Linked DNA regions of Sus scrofa: region 1 is linked to region 2. A link is a contact called in public HiChIP or PLAC-seq data. All regions are on one chromosome and are shown on one strand. Each heading gives the region's core, a stretch centred on a gene start, on an enhancer-like site or on the middle of the called end of the contact. The rest is flanking DNA. Distances are from core to core; before and after follow the strand shown. Region 1 holds the start of LUC7L (putative RNA-binding protein Luc7-like 1). Region 2 holds the start of CAPN15 (calpain-15).

The links. HiChIP or PLAC-seq counts read pairs in DNA pulled down with a chosen protein or histone mark.
Region 1: an H3K27ac HiChIP or PLAC-seq map of alveolar macrophages shows a contact between it and region 2. The contact joins the promoter of LUC7L here to the promoter of CAPN15 in region 2. A contact is called at or near these places in 1 of 5 promoter capture datasets (fetal liver), 1 of 47 Hi-C or Micro-C datasets (heart right ventricle) and 1 of 2 datasets of contacts at active chromatin or transcription factors (alveolar macrophages).

What each region holds. Positions count from the first base shown.
Region 1 is chr3:41,438,710-41,443,939 of Sscrofa11.1, reverse strand. LUC7L (putative RNA-binding protein Luc7-like 1) reads right to left here and starts at 1,813. Exons shown (of 10, transcript XM_013987737.2): 1 at 1,058-1,813; 2 at 1-232.
Region 2 is chr3:41,207,039-41,212,573 of Sscrofa11.1, reverse strand. CAPN15 (calpain-15) reads left to right here and starts at 3,964. Exons shown (of 13, transcript XM_021086917.1): 1 at 3,964-4,196. RAB11FIP3 (rab11 family-interacting protein 3) reads left to right here. Exons shown (of 14, transcript XM_021086921.1): 14 at 1-891.

The DNA.
Region 1 (5,230 bases), core at 564-3,063, 230 kb before region 2:
TACTAAAGGAGGAATATATTTTAGGATTTGCAAGCATCCAGGATTAATGTAGTGTCTTTTTATTGAAAATGTTTTCTTTCTAAACTACACTTTTAAAGTTATTTGTGAAAAAAAGCAAACACTTTTTTGTTATAACAGCTTAGAAATTGGTTGTGACTCACGGCTCGATGAACATGAGGCTTTTCTGCAACTCCCTTGCAGATTGATGTAGGCAGGCAAAGATACACTGAACCTTTATAAATAAAATAGAGGGGCCACAATTGTTCAGTTTGTATGAAATAAAAATATGGGAAGCAATTCAAAAGCAACTCAATATACAAAGAAAGCTAAAAAGCACTTATTCACCTATGAAGTAAAGTGCAAGGAATCTGCACGGCCTAGCGAATGTGCCAGTGTGAACTTACAACTGCATTACTTCGGTAGAAAAGAAAACGCACACCACAGCAGGTACATAGTTTTGCAAAGATGCGACCACTTTCTCCTGAGACAACCGGCAAGATCTTGCGCTCCTCCCTACAGCACAACCTACCTAACGACTGCCAAGCGCTAGCTCAACAGAGGCTCTCCTGTGTGGCTGGGCAAAGGGGGCTGGAAAAGCACGCGGCATGGACCCACGTTAGAAAAGCTCAATTTCCGGCTTCCCTTGCAGTGGGACACAACAAGAACGCCCAGGGTTACCAGGCCTCTCCGGCTCCCGCGGGTGGAGGCGCTCCGCCAGCCCGCCGCGAACGATCTGAGCCCACGCTGGCTGCAGCCCTTCGCCGACTCCCCGCCCAAGGGGCGGCGGGGGCGGCGGAGGACGCCGAGGGCGGAGAAATCGCAGAAGGTCAACAGGGGAGCGGCTGGCGCCCCACCCACGACGCGGGCTCCGGCGGAGGAGCCCGCCGGGGACTCACGCCGGCGGGGAGAGCGCGGCGGCGGCCGCCGCAGAGGCGCAACGGCCCAGACAAAGGCCCGGCGCGCGGGGGAGGGGAGGGCGCCCGCGCAGGCGCAAGCCGCCCGGCGGCCTCGCTTCGCTCCTGCCCCAGCCCAAGCCTGACCGGCCGCCCCGACTCACCGTCCCGGGCGGTGCCCATGAGCTGATCCAGCAGGGCCCGCATTTGCGCCTGGGCGGACATGGTGGCCGGTGGGAGCGGCAGGGACGGCCGCGAGGCTTCTCTCAAGCTGGGGAGGCAGAGGAGGCGACGGCGGCAGCGGCGGCGGCGGCGGCGGCGGCGGCGACGAAAGCTTGCCGCGTCAGCCTCGAGCCAGCTCGGCTCCTTCCCGCCGCGGGGGACGCCGGGAGAAAGTGCGTCGATGCCCGCTCGTGGCCTGCTGGGAAATGTAGTTGGAGGGCGGAGCCTGGGGCTCGGGCGGACCTTCAAGCAGTCAGAATCAGACATTCTGCAAGCTTTTGGGTCACAGCCCCAGCACTGATGAGGCTCTGCGGCCCACAACTTACATGAGACTAAATAGCAACGAAGTGAAGATCCATAACAGGAAAATAAATCCCGTGTGTTCTTGCTAGCGGTGAACCTCTCAGACTTTAGCTACAATCAGACTAAGTTTTTTACCTGTGAAAATTGGTGTCTGTCTGGGCACTTTGGTTAAAGTTAAATCAAGCAAGCACGGAATAAATGTTAGGTTCTGTGACTGGGGCTTTGTGGCAGTCCCCCTCTGCTCTCCCAACCGTCCATCCACTGAAGCTGCTGCAGCTCTAGCCATATCTAAGAAAGACAATGAACCTCTTGACAAGTGCTGCCTTGAGTACAGCCTTCAGTAGGGGCTGTGATGCTTTCCTCTGGAACTGCCCACATATCCAGATGCCTATTTGTTTTTCCTGACTACAGTGCCTCCGCACCCAAAAGCTTGCAGAATGTCTGATTTACTGCTATGGGATCCTGCACAATCCTGCCTCATATCAAGAACTCCATTTCAGGAGCTCCCGTTGCGGGTCAGGGGGTTAAGGATCCAACTAGTGTCCATGAGGATGTGAGTTTGATCCCCAACCTTGTTCAGTGGGTTAAGGATCCAGCGCTGCCATGAGCTGTGGCAAGGCTGAGGGTGTGGCTCAGTCGGATGCGGTCTGGATGCAGCATTGCTGTGGCTGTGATGCAGGCCAGCAGCTGCAGCTCCAGTTAAACCCCTGGCCTGGGAACTTCCATGGGTGCCGCCCTGAAAGACAAAAAATAAAACAGCAAGTGAGAGTTGTCAAAAATGAAAATTGTCTAAGATTTACATCTTGGGGTAAAAATCCACCTTGAGCCATCCATCTTCAAAAGCCTTAAACACAAGGCCCTACGGTATAGTACAGGAAACTATATTCAGTATCTTGTGATAAACCATAATGGAAAAGAGTAAGTAGAAGGGGGAGTTCCCATCGTGACAGAGCAGTCAATGAACCTGACTAGCATCCATGAGGACAAGGGTTCAATCCCTGGCCTCCCTCAGTGGGTTAAGGATCCCCCGTTGCGGTGAGCCATGCTGTGGGTCACAGATGTGGCTCAGATCCCGCCTTGCTGTGGCTCTGGCATAGGCCGGCGGCTACAGCTCTGATTGGACCCCTAGCCTGGGAACCTCCATATGCCAAGGGTGCGGCCCAAAAAGACACAAAGACTAAAAAAAAAAAAAAGAAAAAAGAAAAAGAATATATAATAAAAGAATCACTTTGCTGGACAGCAGAAATTAACACAACATGGTACATCAACTATATTTCAGTAAAATTTAAAATTCTTTGAAAAGAAACTTGAGCCTGCTGCCAAGTAAAGAATGTCACTCGCCAACTGACCCGACAGGATTAGGTCACTGGCCAGGGCAGCTGCTGACCTTCAACACCCTTGGAAGGAAGTCCGGGTGGAGGTCAGGAATGAGGCACTCTGTTCCGGGAAAAACTGGCAGAACAGGCCTTCAGAGAGTTAGATATTTCCAAGACAAAATTTTATGAGCCCAATTTCTTGCAATTCTCATTCCTCGAAAGGCTGTAAAGTAACTAATGGAGATATCCGCTCCTCGGGACCAGCAGCAAGCTTCTTCCAGGTGTGAACTTGACCGCAGGTACCCCTTATATATACACGGATGTCCCGAACTCCTCTTCAGAGCACCTCCAAATTCAGAGCTGAGAGGCTGTCTTCCGGGCTCCAGTCCTCAGAAAGCCCTGAGTAAAACTGAACTCACAGCGCTCAGGTTGCATGGGGTTTGTCTTTTTTTCCAGTTGACATTGGCCAGGACTTCACCTTTGTATCTGAAGTTTCCCTCTGTCTCCTCCACTTCAAATAAATTTGTTTTTTATGCACCAGCGTTAAGATAATAAAAAAATCTTATTTTAAATTCCTCCTCAAAGCATGTATCAGGCCCACCTAATTTTATTGGTGAAAAACTGGTTTTCTATCAAATTTCTTAAAGGAATATATAATTCCAATCCACAAACATTTTCAAGAAATTAAAAAGATTGAATATTCAACAGTTCCTTCTATGAGACCAATATGATCTTTTTTATAAATTTCACTGTCAGTTTAAATCCTCACCTTAGGAAGTTCCCAGCTTAGCGGGAAAAGAATCTGACTAGCATCCATGAGGACCAGGTTCCATCCCTGGCCTTGCTCAGTGGGTTACTGATCTGGTGTTGCTGTGAGCTGTGGTGTAGGTGGCAGAAAGAGCTCAGATCCTGGCTTGCTGTGGCTGTGGTGTAGGCCGGCGGCTGTATCTCTGATTGGAGCCCCAGGCTGGGAGCTACCATATGCCCCTGGTGAGCCCCTAAATAGCCAAAAAAAAAAAAAAAGAAGAAGAAGCTGTGGGGAAATAACACTTCCCTGCATTTCTGAGTGCTCCAGTAAAAAAAACCCTAGCCCCATTAAATTCTACTCTTAAGCCCGTAGCCATTTGTTTAGTTAATTGCTCTGATTCAAAAGTATAACAACTGGAGTTCCTGTCGTGGCTCAGTTGTTAACGAATCCGACTAGGAACAATGAGGTTTCAGGTTCAATCCCTGGCCTTGCTCAGCGGGTTAAGGATCTGGCGTTGCCATGAGCTGCGGTATGGGTCACAGACGCGGCTCAGATCCACGTTGCTGTGGCTGTGGCATAGGCCAGTGGCCACAGCTCTGATTAGACCCCTAGGCCACAGGACCAGCGCTAGAAAAGGCAAAAAAAAAAAAAAAAAAGGAATAAAGCTTTAAAAAAAAAAAAAGTATAATAACTTGCATTCTCTCTGAGAGGACCCAGTAGTTACAGGTTGAATTAAGTGCCCAGGTGCTACTGAGGATTTTGGGTTATCTTTCCAGGTATTTACATTTCAAGGAGAATGAGGCCTAGGAATGCGGATATGACTCTAGGTCCTGAATGTCTGTGGGGAAGACATATTTACATACCAAAGTGACAGGGACAGGGAGTTCTTGTTGTGGCTCAGCTGTAACAAACCCAACTAGTATCCATCAGGATGCAGGTTCGATCCCTGGCCTCGCTTCGTGGGTGAAGGATCAGAGGTTGCCAGGAGATGTGGTGTAGGCTGGCAGCTGAAGTTCGGATTCGACCCCTAGCCTGGGAACTTCCAAATGCTGCACAAAAAAGACCAAAAAAAAAAAACTGATAGGGATAGAGTAGGATGACTACATGGTCAGTTTAGAAACCCACTAGGGAATTCAAGACATAAAGGGGGTTTTCTGGGAATTTGGGAGACTGCTGTAAGTAACAGCCACTCTAGAAAAAGAATTCAGTAACCTAGCAACCATCTACACCACCATGAAGAAAGATCGTGTTCACCTGAGTACCAGACCCTCTCAAGTCACAAACCCTGACTTGAGAGGGTCTGGTGCTTTGTTTTGGCTTTTTGCCTTTTTAGGGCTGCACCTGCGACATATGGAGGTTCCCAGGCTAGGGGTCCAGTCAGAGCTGTAGTCGCTGGCCACAGCCACAGCCACGGGAAATCAGAGTCTTCGGCCTACACCACAGCTCACCGAAATGCCGGATCCTTAACCCACTGAGCAAGGCCAGGGATCGAACTCGCTTCCTCATGGATGCTAGTCAGGTTCATTACCCGCTGAGCCATGATGGGAACTCCTCTGGGGAGTTTTACTGTGCTGTAGCGGGTTAATGGTCTGGCTTTGTCACTGCAGTAGCTCAGGAAGCTCCCGGCCTGGGAATTTCCACAGGCAGTGGGCATCCCTAGCAGAAGAAGGGACTAGCATTTCTGCATGTAGCCAGGACAGAAATGTAGGTGAAAGGGCAAAAACCTAGGTAAAATGGGACATTATACT
Region 2 (5,535 bases), core at 2,715-5,214:
GGGAAGACAAGTGGGCAAGGCCAGTGCAGGCCAGGTCTGAGCTGCAGGCCCCTCCCAGCTCCTTGGGCTCCTCAGGCTACCACCCAGCCAGAAGGGACCCCCTGGTCCAGCTTCGGGCCCCGTGCCCCCCAGGCCACGGGCTGTGCCCACCGCCGGACCTGCCGTAGTGACCCTGGGGCGCCAACTCTCCCGTGACTCCAGAGTCCGCCTGGCGGCGGTGGCAGCAGCTGCCCCTCTGACCCTGGGGGGTGCAGGCAGGGCTGTGGCAGGTGCTGCCGCCAGGGCGTGCCCTCCCTCCCTGTGCGGGTCTCTGCCGCCCCGCAGGTGCAGGCTGCTGGAACCACGTTTCCTTGGGGAGTGTGACGTCTTTAGGAGGTGAGGTGGCGCCTCCCCGAGGTGCACCTGGCAGGAGGCGGGTCCGGGCGGGCTCTCCAGGTGCTCAGATCAAGGCCTCCCTGGGACGAGCGTTCCGTCCAGGAGGCCTCTGCCCGGCGCCTGCACCGCCAGGAGCAGCCGCGTCTCCCCGCGGGCTGCAGGGCCTGGCCCTGGGCCGAGCACTGGCCAGTAGCCGCCCGGTGCTGCCAGGTGGGTCACGGCTGTGTGCATGCACCCGCGTGTGAGCGTGTGCGTGGCCTTGTGCCCCTCCCCCCTCTGCGTGGCCCACCTTCTGCCCTAGGATTTAAGATGCAGCCACGTGTTGCACATGTGGGGGGAAGGCCTGGCTGTATATCAGTGTAAACTTGGAGGAGAGATTTTTCTATCATGTAGAGTAGGTATTTTTTATAGATTGAAGGTTGATCAATTTTTTAATACTTCCGAGAGAGAAAACTATCTGTGTGTACACATGAAGTATATATATGTACCATAATAAACACTGGGATTCTGCCTCCCGCCCCGCCCCCGGGTCTGTCTGTGAGCGCGAGCTGCCCTGAGACCGTCACCCAAACGCCAGGCACTGACTCGTTCCCCAGCCTTGTCTTCACCCCCTTGAGAAAGACTTCCAGGCAGGGCGGTCATGGGCTGGATGACGTGCGAGCGAGGCCAGGGCCGCAGCACAGATGGAAGGGGGTGCTACACCCGTGGGGGCTGAGGGGCAGGCCAGGAGCTGCCCACAGTGACATCTGGGCTCGGACAGCAGGAGACCTTCTGGTCAAGCCCACCTCTCCCAGAGGCTGCGGGGCTGCACCTTTGGGCCGCGCCCCACCCCCCGTGGGGTCCAGCCAGGGATGCCCCTGGCACGTGGCGACAGGGTGGGGCCCATGGTAGGACGTGACCCCCAAGAGCAGTTTGGCTGCTACCATGGCAGGCGGGGGGCTGGGGCGTTCGTCCTTGGGGACGTGGGGTCAGGATGAGGCAAAAGCCCCATGGGACTGGGCTGGGACGGCCGGGCGGCCGGGCGGGGGGCCCAGAAGGAGAGCTCACGCGTCACGGGAGCGTCTACGGGTGAGTGGCCACTCCTGCCTTGAAGGGAGGCTGTTAGCTCCCGGTCCTCAAGACTTGAACCCCTGGCCCAGGCGCCCATCTCCCACCACTCAGCCCTGAGCCACCTGCATAGCACACACAGATGGGGAACCTGGGGCCCCTGCCCAGGGGGCAGAGGACAGCTGAACCCAAGTCTGCTGCCCACTTGGCCCCTCGGCGACACCAGGTTGGCCGGCCTACAAGCAGGGCCCCCAGGCCTCGTCCTCAGCTGGGCTGTGGCATTAGGCCTCTTAGGGTCGCCAGGAGCCCAGGCACTGTGTGGGGCAGCGTCAAGGGGGCAGCTGGAGGGGGTGATGTGTCCCAGGAGTCCCTGCCTGGAGCCGGCCTCCCCCAGGAGCGCAGGGGAGGAAGGGCTTGGAAAGGACGATGGCCCCCACCCACGCCCCTGGTGCTGAGGGGGTGGCTCCCCAGAGTTAGTCTGACTCCTTATCACATCCATTTGTGGGACTGGGGCTTGGACCTGGCCATCCCAAGGGCCCAGTCCGTGCCAGGTGTGACTGGCAGGCCTGGACAGGGGCAGCCAGGGAAGGCAGCATCGTGCCTGGGCTGGGGTACAGGCTTCATCCTCAGGCTCCTGGTGGAGCTGCAAGGAGGGCCCTCTCAGCACTGGGGGTGCTGAGGCAATGCAGCAGGTTCTGGAGGCTAGTGGGGCTCTGGGAGGGTCTGGTCCCCAGCTCGGCTGCACCAAACAAGTTTCTGCTGACCAAGAATGAGGCCACTGCCTCTGCTCTGACACTGGGGGCACAGCCCCTGTCTTGGTCTGGAACCTACAGGGTCCATTTGCCTGGGAGGTTGTGGGGAGGGGCCTCTCACTGCACCAGGCAAGGCCACAACCAGGAAGGGGATGGGGGAACAGCTTCCCCTGTGCCTGGCTGGGCCCTTGACCATGGGGGCCTGTTTGTCGGCCGGCCAGCTGGCCCTACCAACAGTCCGTCTAGTCCCTGCCCTGGTCCTGCAGGGGTGACAGCCCAGCCGGGGTGGGAGAACATGTGACAGAAAACCATTGAAAATGCAAGCAGGGCAGTGCCAGGCCACTGCCCAGGAAGCGCTTCCTGGAGAGCTGCTCACAGAAGGGGCCCAGGTGGAGGTGCCCAGAGTGCGGGAGGGACCTGTGCCGCTCATGTCCCAGCCCAGAAGCAGTCTGGTGGAAGTCCCCCAGGGCAGATCCTGTCTTGACCAGGGCCCTGCCCCTCCCTGGAAGGAGATGCTCCTGCTCTCTCCCTACTCCCTAGCACTGCAGCGGGCTGGAAAGAACCTCGCCCATCAGGTCTCACGGCTCACCTTTGGCCGTTTTTCTCGTCGGCTCACCTTTGGCCGTTTTTCTTGTCGGGAGGTTATAGGGCTGTGGACACCACCTCTGACCCAGCTGCCTCAGGCAGTGCACAGGGAAAGGGCCTGGGAGGGAAGGGGACCTGCAGTCACTGAGCCACCAGCGGGACTTGGCCCTTGAAGGCAGAAGGGGACCGCAAACCACTCTCCTTGAATCTCTTGGTAGAGGGGGCTTTGCTTCTGTGTTTCCTGCGTGGCTTGTGCCCTTTCCGGCTCCCCAAGCTCCTCTGAATGCCAGGGCCCCCGGAGCTCCGCCCTCTGAATCCCCACTCCCCACTGCAGCCTCGCCCTGCTTCAGTTGCTGCGGTAAAACCGCTGACACCGATCCGTTTTTCCGAGGGTCTTGCTGCCTCCCGGGCACTTAGGCGACGCAGGGCGGGGGTCCTGGAAGCAGCGCCTACCCTCAGTCCGCGGCTGCTGGGTATGAGAGTGACCTCAGACTACCCAAAGTGCAGGGAAAGGCTCTGAGCAAACAGGGCCGGGTTCTGCTCGGAGGCCCCCCCGCGGCTTCCTCCCTGCCTGGCGCTGGGCTGCGCGTGTGCCTCACTCCGTCCTTCCAGCGGCTCGGGGATACTGGTTCCCCGATGGCCCAGAAGAAACTGGAGCTCTGGCAAGCAACCTGCCCGGGTCACAGAGAGTGGCGCGGCCGTGGTCAGCGCAGGTCGATCCCAGCGAAACCGAAACAGGACCGGGAAGCCCTTGCGGGCCGGAAGAGGCAGACAAGTCGAGAGGGGACCCGGGAGGGAGGGGGCGGTTCTGCGAGCAGGCCCAGCGCAGCGCAGGGGCCCGGGAGGGGTCCGGGGCCGCAGCCCCTCGCCGCCCGGCACAGCAGCAGCCGGAAGCGCCGCGACCGGGGCGGGGGGGTGTGAAGCCCCGCCCCTCCCTACCGCGCCGGGCACTCTGGGAGTTGTAGTCCCGGTCGCGTCCACGGCACGCCGTGCCTCCCGTTTTCCGGCTCGGGCGCCTACCTCGGCGCTCGCGGTCGGCTCGGCCCGGGAAGTCGGAGGGCGCCAGTCGAGGCGGCTGAGGGCCACCGCCCCGGACTCCGCCTCCCGGCCTGCCTCGCGCGCCGCGCCGCCTTGTGGGAGCGGTAGTCCGGGCGCGCGATTCACAGCGCCGCGTGCGCCCCGGGCGCGCCGTAGCCTTGGGGCCCCGGCCGGGCGCTACGCTACGGAGGCGGCGCAGGGAGAGGCGCGGGCCGGGCCGGGCCGGGTCGGGCCGGGTCGAGACGCTTGCCGGTTCCGCCACTCAGCGCGGGAGGCCGTCGGGGCAGCGCGCCGGCGGCAGAGGGCCCGCCTGCCCTCCGAGAACAAGTTGTGGGCCGACCGGCGCAGGCGAGCGGGCCCGGGCCGCGGGGACTGAGAAGGCGCCGCGGGGTTGCGGAGGTGAGTCTCGCCGCCCGGGCCGGGCCGGGCCGGGCCGGGGGGAGCGGCCTGGCCCCTCGTGGGGCCGGGACCGGCGGGCGGCGCCCCCTGGGCATTGGTCCGGCACGACCGGGCTGGGGACGCTGCCCGAGGGAGAAGCCGGCGGGACCTGGGGGACCAGACAGCGAGAGACCAGCCAGGGTGCTGTGGACACAGGAGGCGGCCTGAACCTTTCCTGCCCTTGAGTGCCCTTATCTCCGGGCAGTGTCCCGTCCCCGGCTGCGTTCGGGATGTGTCCCGCGGTGGCCCCGCGGAGTGGGAGCGCGGGCGCGCCTTGTGTGCCCACTGGCCGGCCACCACAGTTCGTTCTCCCGTCCCTCTCCTGGCGCTGGAGCGAACCGAGAAGTTTTCCACAGGGGCCCTGAGAGGATTTGCCAGGCTGCACGGCGACCCTTCACGCTCTTCTTGCTGCCCACAAGAGGGGCTCTTCTGGTCCTCACCAGCGCACCCCTGTTGTGTGGTCAAGTGACTGGGCTTGTTTGGAGGAGGTGGGGGCGCCTCCTAACACGCAGGAATTTGGGACCAGACTGCAACCACAGGATCCCAGTGAGTCCAGGCCTGGGAGTTTGGGGTCCGGTGGCTCTGAGCGGCCGTGTCCTGGGGGGACACGGGCCTCCGCCGAGTGCTAAGTAGGTTCGCACCCCTCCTGGGAGCCCCTCCCCTGTCCCGGCCTGGGGGCTGTGTGAGCCACCGTCAGGAGGGTGCCCCTGATCCCCTTCTGCCGCTAGAGGCTGGGCTGCCCTAGGAGGTGGGGTAACGCGATCCTGCCATTTCTGGGTGACTTTCTCGAGTGCGGGGAGAGGCTAGTGTTTCCCTGGCCCAAGTCCCTGGGGAGGCCCCCGTGGACTGGGAACCCCGAGCCTGGCTGCTGGGAGTGGGTCTTGCGAGAGGTTGGGCTCGACTGATTTCCTCTCAGGTCCTTCTGCTCCTGGCAGGAGCTCCCCTCTTCCCTTCTGCAGCTGCTTCCCCTGAGCAGACAGGCTGGTGACCCCGTGACCTACTGAGAGCCAGGCTTAACCCCCGCCCCGCCACGCTGGGCCCAGGGCTCAGTGACTGCCTGGCTTTAGACAGGGACCTTCCGTCTTGGATCCCGTTTCTCTCCTTTGAGCCGCCCAGACCCAGGACTCTGAGGGCAAGAGGCGGAGGGCCCTGCAGTCCTGCCCCCCAGGGGTGGCTCGGAGCCCTGCCCTTCTTGACGGTGGGCTCTGCTGGAGGCCCTGCACCCAGCTCTCTGGACCCGTCTCTTGGGCCGCACTCTGCGGAGCACCTCCTCACGGAGGCCATGGGGCGGCCGTGGCTG